Regions from separate parts of the Mus musculus genome. Here regions 1 and 2 are each linked to region 3. The links are chromatin contacts, called in public promoter capture Hi-C maps. All regions are on one chromosome and are shown on one strand. The core of a region is the stretch at or near the end of the contact, and the rest is flanking DNA. Distances in the headings are between cores, read along the strand shown.

Region 1 (2,852 bases), core at 38-2,537, 190 kb before region 3:
TTCTGGTTAGTGGTTCTGCTAAGGTCAGAGATCCCTGGAGTAGAAATCTATCACTTGAGATTAGTTTTCAAGCTATTAAAAGGGGCTGTCAATTACTTTTCAGTATGTCCCCCAAATTCAGTCTTGTCACTATTTCCACTCTTTGTGTGTCACCCCCAGCCATGCATGTCACACCTTCGTCTGTAGGCTCTGTCTTCATTCCCCTCTCTCCCGCCTGCCCATGGGTCTCTGCAGGACAGACTGAATGAGGACCCAGATCTTGTGGCTAATTTACTGCAGTGTAACCCAGGGTCGGAAAAATAGGCCCCAGGTCTTGAAGAGACCAATTCTATTTTAAATAACTTGTCTAAGGAACCAATCATAGCTGGATAAAACGACATGTGCATAAAAATATGCAAAGTAGTTTCACAATAAAAAGTAAAGAGACATAAATATTCTAATGTCTGGCAAAAGAGCCACCAAAAAATTATCTTCTTCTAAAGGAGCGCTAAGATACTAAGACCTCAGAAACTAATCATAAGTGTAAGTTTAAACTATCTTGTAAAAACACAGTGGAGGGCTGGAGAGGTGCCCCGTGGTGAAGGGCGCCTGCTGCTCTTCCAGAGTTTGGTTTCTAGCAGCCATGTTGGGTGGCTAACAGCAGCCTGTAACTTCACTTGGGAGATTCTGACGGCCTCTTCTGGCCTCCACGGGCACTCCCTCGCATGTGCACACATACACAGGTTACACAAACCAAAAACAAAGTCAATCTTTAGAGAGAGACAGAAACACAGACGCAACCTCACATCCAGAGCAGGAGTGAGGGGGGCTGCACAGCAGTCGGCAGTGGCTGCTGATTCCTGTTCCGAGTAGCCCTCATTTTCTTCCTAATAATGGGTATGTTTTACATTTATAATTGGATAACCTTTTTCTTTCCTGCACTATCACTAAATCCAGGCCCCTGTGTATTATAAGCAAGCATTCTACCATTTGGCTATATCCCTAATCTAAATAATTAAATAGGAAAAATAACTTTTAGGCACTGTGTGGTGGCACATGCCTTTAACCCTAGGCAGAGAGATCCTGTCCTAAAAAACAGAAACCAACCAAACAAACAAAACAACGCCCCCAACAACAAGAAGCCCCCAAACCAAACAAGTATGCAAGCAAGCACTCGCCCCCCCTTGAAGAGTCAGGAACATCACTGAACTCTAGGATGGCTGTTTCCTGCCTGTGCTGAGTTCTAACTGCCCTGGAGGCTGGCTGTCCTCCCAGGGCTCACTGTCCCTAAACTTTGTCCCCAAAGCCAGGTGTTGCCCTCCTGCCTTGCATCAGCCTACAGGCTCTGTCTTACAGTACTGGTTACCAAGCCCCCACCTCCACCTTTCCAAACCTCCTTCCTCTGCGAGGCCTGGCCAGTGACGGCAGCCCACACATAGGCCTTGGATCTAGGGTAAGCAATGCAGTTTGGACACTTGGCCATTTGTGATTTTGTTTCAACACCCCCAAGAGTTGAAGCAGGGGTGCTGAAGAGCTCCCACTGTTCCTCTCTGTCCCTGGAAGATTCTAGAGAAGCAAGGCTGGTTTGGAGCGCAGATACCTTATTACCACATCGAACTGGTTGAGGGCGTGACCCAGCTCTAGTCCGTGCAGGATGCCCCCGTTCCCAACAACCACACAGCGCTTGCAGGCCTTGGCTCTCAAGTGTTCAGGAAAGTCATGTTCGGGCAGCATATCCAAGAGGCTCTGGACTTTACTGGAGAACTTCCGGAATCCAAAAGGCGGGTCATACTTGAGCTCAGCTTCACTGGCCGTGGGGACCTTCTGCACAAAAGGCTCCAAGTTGATGCTGTACCTGTCCTCAAATAACAGAGCCATAGCCGTCTTCGCGTACCTGGGCCGACATTCCTTCTGCAAGACTTCCTGAGCATAGCTCTGAGCTCTCTGGAAGGGGATGACCAACATAGGCTTTAAAACCTCTCCAACATTAGAAATGACACTGTCTAGACATTTAGTCCTGTGATTACCATCTGATGATATACATCATTTACCTTTTAGGGTTAGTGTTTTCTCAGGAATGGGCAGGAACCAGAAGGCCATATCTTATGACAAGAACAGAAACTCTACAAGGCCATTACTTTCATTATGCCACTGAGGCAAACTGTCACCAGAAGATGGGCCCTAAGTTGGCTGACTGTACTTACCTGCAGTATGCATAGTGGTCAGATCTATAGAAAACACAAGGAAGAATAGTGGGACCAGGGACTGAGGAGATGCAGAGATAAGGAATGTGTCTGACAGTAACAAAAACAGTATTTTTGAAAGATTCTGGAGGGCCAGAAAGATGGCTCAGTAGGTAAAGATGCTTGCTGCTGACCTGAGTTTAATTAATCTCTGGGAACTCACAGAATAGAAGGAGTAAGCTTACTCCCCAAAGTGGTCCTCTGACCTCCGTACTGTGTTATAGTGCACACACACACATACACACACACACACACACACACACACACACACACGCATGCACCCAGTGGTATGTTTGCTTGGCATGTTGCAATGCTCTGATTTGGCCCTCAGGACTGGCTAAGATGGTAAATTTTGTTCTATGGCTTTGTGCCGTCTGGGAGACAATGACCTTCAGTGTTATCAGAGAACAAGTGTCCTGACCTCACAGAACTTGCTGGTTCCTGTGCACGTGCCCAGGGATGGTCCTCCTACCGAGGCCAGCTGCTGAGGCCCAGTCAGAAGACTTCCCACGTGCTGCTCCTGCTGTGTGCTTCCCATCTTTGTGTCCGACAGCTCCCCCCGCTCCCCCCCTCCCCCGGGGCAGTTTTCTCTTGTGTGCACACGAGTCCGTGCAGATGTGTGGCACAGGC
Region 2 (2,747 bases), core at 127-2,626, 240 kb before region 3:
TAAAACATTAAGCACTGATGAGGGAGGGGGAGGCAGGAAGGAGGAGAGGGGGAGGGGAGAAGGAGATGGAGAGTGGGGGGGGCAGGGGGAGGGGGGAGAATATGAATGGCCACTAGGAAAAGAGTGTCCACAGCTCCGACGTTGAGGGCAGGTTTTCTAGAGGAAGTCACACTACTGCACCAGCACAGTGGCACTTTGCAGGATCCTGCGGTTTTTCTAAATTATGCCATTCAAAGGATGCAATTACCACAAGCCTTAAAGATTAAGCAAAGTTTAAAACTTAAGTGAAGTTTAAGTTGGGTGTGGTGACACATGCTTCCCCCCCCCCCCCCCAATCTCGACACTCGGGAGGTGGAGACGGAGGATCAGGAGTTCAAGGTCACCCTCAATCACACAGAGAGTGCCTAGCTAGCTTGGGGTACAGAAGCTTCAGACTGTTCCACCCTGCTGACATTCTCCACCACCACCCATTAAAAAAAATTAAGTTTAGAAAGTGAACAGTTTACTTACGTGTCTTAAGAGATTACGAATGAATTTGCAAGGTAAGGTTTTATGAGGCGTGTTTAGATTTAGAGAGGAGAAGACGCTGATCCTGGTAACTTTAAGGCCACAGCCCTCGACCCAAAGTGTGCACCATGTGTGTTTTAAACACCCATGTTTGCTATGGATTCAAGAAGACAAGCCCAACCTCAATTGACAGTTTCGGCTTGATCAACAGGATTGCAGTTTCTGGGCACAGCCAGCAGGCATTGCACACTGGGTCCCAGGGTGAGGAAGACCCGTCCTTTTTTTTTTTTTTTTCCTGTGTCTCTCTCCTGCCTCACACATCCATATGCTGGAACTAGAGCTGCAGAGATGGGAGTAGACACACCCTCGGGCTTTACAGAGGAGAGAACGCTGAGTGAGGGAGCTGTGAAGGTTCACACAGCTCAAGGACAAGGCGTTTTCACGCTGAGAGTTGAGATGCTTAAAAGTCAGTGGCCTGAAGAGTCTTCAGTACCTACCTCCCGGCCACAAGGAGCCTTCTCTCCCTAACCTCCAATACTGTCCCAACCAACACGGGAAAGCTTCCCTGGCTCTGGGGGAGGAAAGGGGTCACGGAATTACGCCTCAGCCTCTCCCCAGGAGTGCGCCCCAGCCCCTGAGGTTTGCTTAGAGCTAGATCAGCCAGCTCCTGGCAGACTGGGCCGTTTGCGTGTGGGCGCTCTGGAGTCCCCTCCCCGCCCCGCGTCCCCTTACCCCCACAGCTGGCGCCTTTCTCCGTGCTTCCATCCCCCCAGCAGCTTCCCTCCCGCCATCCGCCCCTCCTTGCTTGGTCCCCCCACCCCACCCCAGGCGCCCTGGTCCCTGTGTGGGCTTTGACTCAGCGCCGGGAGCCTGGCTTAGGCAAACCACGCCGCACTGGACGCCGTTCAAGCTTTTACAGGCCCTCAAATTGGGGCTGGAGCCGGAGAGGAAATACTAAAATCCTGTGTACACAACTTCTGTCTGTGCGCGCAGCCCGGGTTCCAGGAGAATCCAGGCAGCGAGGGACACATTTGCGCTGTGTGTAAGGGCTCCTTCCCCCACCCCAGCTTTTAACAAGAGAACCAGGACTCTGGATGTGGGTGAGGGGAGGGTCCAGCAGAGCTGATGAGCTCTGATCCCCACACATCCTGTTCCAAACCTTCAGGACCATCAGCCAGAGACCTGCATGGCCCAGGATGGTTCCCAATGGGTCCTTGGAACCTGGGAAGGAAATAAACCACTCACCACCCTGCCCCTCTCTCTGTGACTGTGGGCAAGGGCCTCTACCTGCCCATCTGTAACACTGGGACAAAATGTTAAGGCATTTATATTTGTATCCATAGATTAGAACCACATTGGTCAGAGACGCTTCTGGCCCGAGTAACAATTAATACAGAGACTTAGAATTAGTCAAAGTGCTGATGCTAAGTGATTACGGAGAACTCAGGCCTAAATAGGATCAGCAAACCAACCTCCTCCCCCAAGGCTCAGAGAACCTTAGCAGAGGAAGGGAGACTGTGAGAGTCTGTGGATGGGGAGGGGAGCTGGGAACTGCTGAATTCCGGGAACTCACTTCATTTCTGTTGGGGTTACCAGCACAAGACCAAGCCGTAGGTCTGTCAGTTTCCCATCAAGCAGCTCTATTTGAACTCGGTGGGTTCGATGATGATGATGATGACGCCGCCGCCGATGACGATGATAACAGAAAAATTAAGAGGACATGAACATGGGAGGCAGGGATCGGGCAGGGGCATGATCAAGGTACACTGTATATGTGTGTGAAACTGTCAAAGAATAAATAGATGTTTTTTTTTTTGTTTTTTTTTTTTTGTTTTTTTTTTTTTGTTTTGTTTTTTGTTTTTTTTTTTGTTTTTTTGTTTTTTTTTTTTTAATGGTAAGCTACTTGGGAGTCTCCTGTGAAGGTTTCAGATGAACTAGGTAGGGAACTAGCTGGAGTCTGGTTGTATCAAGTGCTCACTAAAAGGCAGCGTGATTATTATATGGAGCTGACCCTTCAGAGCCAGTATCAGTTAATCAATCCTCACAGCAGCCTAGCAAGAGAATCTGTTAACAGCAATATAGAAAAACAGGACCCCCAAGACTCACCCAACACCATCCAACTGGGGGGGGGGCATCAACTGAGCAATTGTACCCGTGCAGTCTTTCTTCACAGTCCAGATGTGCGGCACCATGAGACTAAAGAAGAGGGGGCGGTGGTCAGAGCTGCTGATCTGGCACAT
Region 3 (2,755 bases), core at 15-2,514:
ACCAATGTCCACACTCACCAGCACAACACCAAGCACTGGGTTGGGAGCCTTGCCTCAGCAAAAAGCCAGCAGAAGTGAGGAAGCCCACAGGGAGATCCTGGGGGACAATGACATGGGTTCTGAATCTGTTTCAGCCTTTGTCTGGAGATCTAGACACCCAACTCTGCACAGGAGCGGCAGAGCCTGGGCAGGAAGTGAGCCACGGGACAAGAATCTATTCTAAGATGTGCTGTCAGCTCTGGAGGGCAAGGCTCCTGCTTTCCCAGGCAGTGCTAAGGCTCCTCTGAATAAAACTTTCTTTTTGGGGGGGGGGTTTCGAGACAGGGTTTCTCTGTATAGCCCTGGCTGTCCTGGAACTCACTCTGCAGACCAGGCTGGCCTCGAACTCAGAAATCCGCCTGCCTCTGCCTCCTGAGTGCTGGGATTAAAGGCGTGCACCACCACGCCCGGCTTGAATACAACTTTCTACTGAGGAGAGCTGTTCTCTAGGCCACCAACTGAACATCAGGGAGAGGATCCACAGACAGACTGATGCTGAGTAGTAGCCTCGTTCTTGCTTTGCTCAGGACAGACTCCTGGCTGGTGGCTCCTCCAAACCACAAGACGGGGAGTCCAGGCTCTGGAGCACAGGGAGAGCACATGTGACCTTGACCCATGCAGAGTCCCATCTCCTCCAGGACTGCCAGAGGAGGGGCTCAGCATCCTCACACGCCTGCTTCTCGGTGAGAACAACTCAGTGCCCAGGCACACGACTTCCTTAAGGTCACACAGCAAGGACCAAGTACAACAGGAGGCCAGGCATTCCCTTGGTGCTGCTGCACAAGCATCAGAGACTTCTGCCTTTCATTCTGTACATCTACCTACAGTGGAGTGGTTCTACAGGCAGGCTTCTTTCTTCAGCCCCTTTAATGCAGCAACTTCAAAGGAAACACATTTAGAAATGCTGCTCAAAGCGTTCCTCTTTTGCATGAAACCAAGGCCTTCCCAGACTCTGTGTGAGCTCTTCACAAAGACGGATTCTACCTACCCAACTTCAAACTTCACCTAGTTGGGCTGATCTAAAAGGCTCAGGGTGAGAATCAAATGTAATTAAAAGCAAACCAACAGAAATCAGCATTCAAAAAGATGGGGATTTGTGCACTGTATGGCCAGGCTAACCTTGTTAATCTCATTGCTGTAATGGTTCACTTCCTCCTTGAACTTCATATCAATCATGTTAAAATCCCTCTGGTCTTTGCTCAGATGGGCATCCTGCCATTTCCCTTGGATTTCATCACATGATGCAGTTTCTGGCAGGCTCAATGCAGCCTTGACAGCCTAGAACGAAGAAAGGAACAGGAAGCTCTAGCCAAAGGAGGGCGTGGTTTTATTCTGTAAGGTGGACAGCAGACCACAGCCTCCCAGTCCTCCTCTTTACCTGGGGTCCACACTGGGTAGATTCTTCAATGATACGCTGTCTCACCACATCTGCATTTGGCTTAACCAAAATGTCTTCTACACCTGCAAAGTCAAACAGAGAAGATCAACAGGGCCCAGGCCTAATGTTGCACTGGCTAGTAAACTTGGTGATGCTTTGACCCAAAGTTGAGAGCTACAGGTAAGAGAAACTCTGGAACAGCTATATTAACACTAATGAATGCTCATGGAGGCCTAAACACTACAACTTCTCTTTCGTAAGTGATACAATTAGGGCTCAAAACTGAGATACACAGAAGAAAGCCGAGGCTTAAGTTTCAAACTTCTGCTTTTTAGCCAGAAGCTCTGCTGGCTACATCCAATAAATATATGTGGGATGAAATGGCTAGAGATTTTGGCTGTTCAGCAGTAGAAGAGAGGCTGACAGTGAGTATCCCAGGAACCCGATCTACAGCTGTATGCATGCATGCAAGCACGCATCCACGTCAAGTACAGTAATTTCTTTTCAACCCAACAATGTTTTGTTTCTACACAAGAATGCCAGACTTAAGAGATCTGAGTGGGAAGGCAACAACTGACTGTTTAAGAGCAAGAGCAAACATCTGGAAGTCCCATTACAGTAGCTGGAAATCTGAGGCTTCTGAAGACTCTATGCAAGCAGGAAGAGGAGGAGATGATTCCTTTCCGTGGAAGCCAAAAGCATAAAAGCAGACCCTGCATGAGGTCGCATCCAGGCCATCCCTGTAATGATGATCTCTGCCAATTAGGCAGCCCTCCCCCAAACTCTCCTCCCTCCTAGCATGGCCTTGCTTGCTCTGTCAACCCTTGGCACATAGGTCACCAGTGCACTGAACCATTCCTGTCTGTGCCCTGGGCTAGAAGAGCTTCAAGCACGGCTGTTGGTTAGGTCTGGCTTTCACTTGTGAGTTGGGTGCAGGAGTTTATGCTATCATAACGAGTGGGTTGAAGGGACAGAACGGGGATGGGAGGGTTGCTTTGCACTGCTGGAGGGAAAGGAGCACTGGCTGTGCAAAGTCAGTGGATAGCACTGATGGCAAGAGCCTAAACATCGACCAAGAAAACTGCCTAGGTGCCATCCTGTAAGGTGAACAGAGCCAGGGCCACAAGCAGGGTACTTACCCAAGGTGAAACCTCTATAGAGCTGGAGGTAGGCAGTGAAGAGGCGGGCTAGGCAGGTGAGAACCCTGCCGCTGGTCTCACCCCCATAGATCTCATAGCAGCAGTGGACCAGGCCGTAGGCAGAGCTCCCATAGTGTGCCTTGTCCAGCACTCCGCAGAGCAGCTCTCCTTCCCTGATGATCACCTGTGTAGGGAAGGG

The links. Capture Hi-C pulls out chosen DNA fragments and counts their contacts.
Region 1: a contact with region 3 is called in a promoter capture Hi-C map of liver. The contact joins two enhancer-like sites. A contact is called at or near these places in 2 of 15 datasets of contacts at CTCF or cohesin (the G1E-ER4 cell line and large pre-B cells), 8 of 484 Hi-C or Micro-C datasets (bone marrow-derived macrophages, embryonic fibroblasts, embryonic limb bud and 3 more), 5 of 115 datasets of contacts at active chromatin or transcription factors (epiblast stem cells, fetal liver, microglia and 2 more) and 3 of 9 other capture datasets (adipose tissue, liver and pancreatic islet).
Region 2: a contact with region 3 is called in a promoter capture Hi-C map of adipose tissue. The contact joins two enhancer-like sites. A contact is called at or near these places in 1 of 15 datasets of contacts at CTCF or cohesin (the NIH/3T3 cell line), 1 of 484 Hi-C or Micro-C datasets (bone marrow-derived macrophages), 3 of 115 datasets of contacts at active chromatin or transcription factors (cardiomyocytes, embryonic midbrain and pancreatic cancer cells) and 3 of 9 other capture datasets (adipose tissue, liver and pancreatic islet).

The regions. Positions count from the first base shown.
Region 1 is chr6:72,141,211-72,144,062 of GRCm38.p6, reverse strand. It overlaps St3gal5 (ST3 beta-galactoside alpha-2,3-sialyltransferase 5), which reads right to left. Exons shown (of 7, transcript NM_001035228.2): 4 at 1,580-1,923. Among named protein-coding and RNA genes, the nearest start is that of Gm38832, 19 kb to the left of the region's middle. Within about 2 kb of position 1,287, at least 11 of the 459 cell types and tissues checked have an H3K27ac peak or open chromatin away from gene starts, as enhancers often do. A contact at or near this core is called in liver, where this site is marked.
Region 2 is chr6:72,187,795-72,190,541 of GRCm38.p6, reverse strand. No RefSeq gene overlaps it. Among named protein-coding and RNA genes, the nearest start is that of Gm38832, 27 kb to the right of the region's middle. Within about 2 kb of position 1,376, at least 87 of the 459 cell types and tissues checked have an H3K27ac peak or open chromatin away from gene starts, as enhancers often do. A contact at or near this core is called in adipose tissue, where this site is marked.
Region 3 is chr6:71,949,325-71,952,079 of GRCm38.p6, reverse strand. It overlaps Polr1a (polymerase (RNA) I polypeptide A), which reads right to left. Exons shown (of 34, transcript NM_009088.3): 16 at 2,557-2,740; 17 at 1,418-1,500; 18 at 1,159-1,317. Among named protein-coding and RNA genes, the nearest start is that of Gm26628, 13 kb to the left of the region's middle. Within about 2 kb of position 1,264, at least 43 of the 459 cell types and tissues checked have an H3K27ac peak or open chromatin away from gene starts, as enhancers often do. A contact at or near this core is called in adipose tissue and liver, where this site is marked.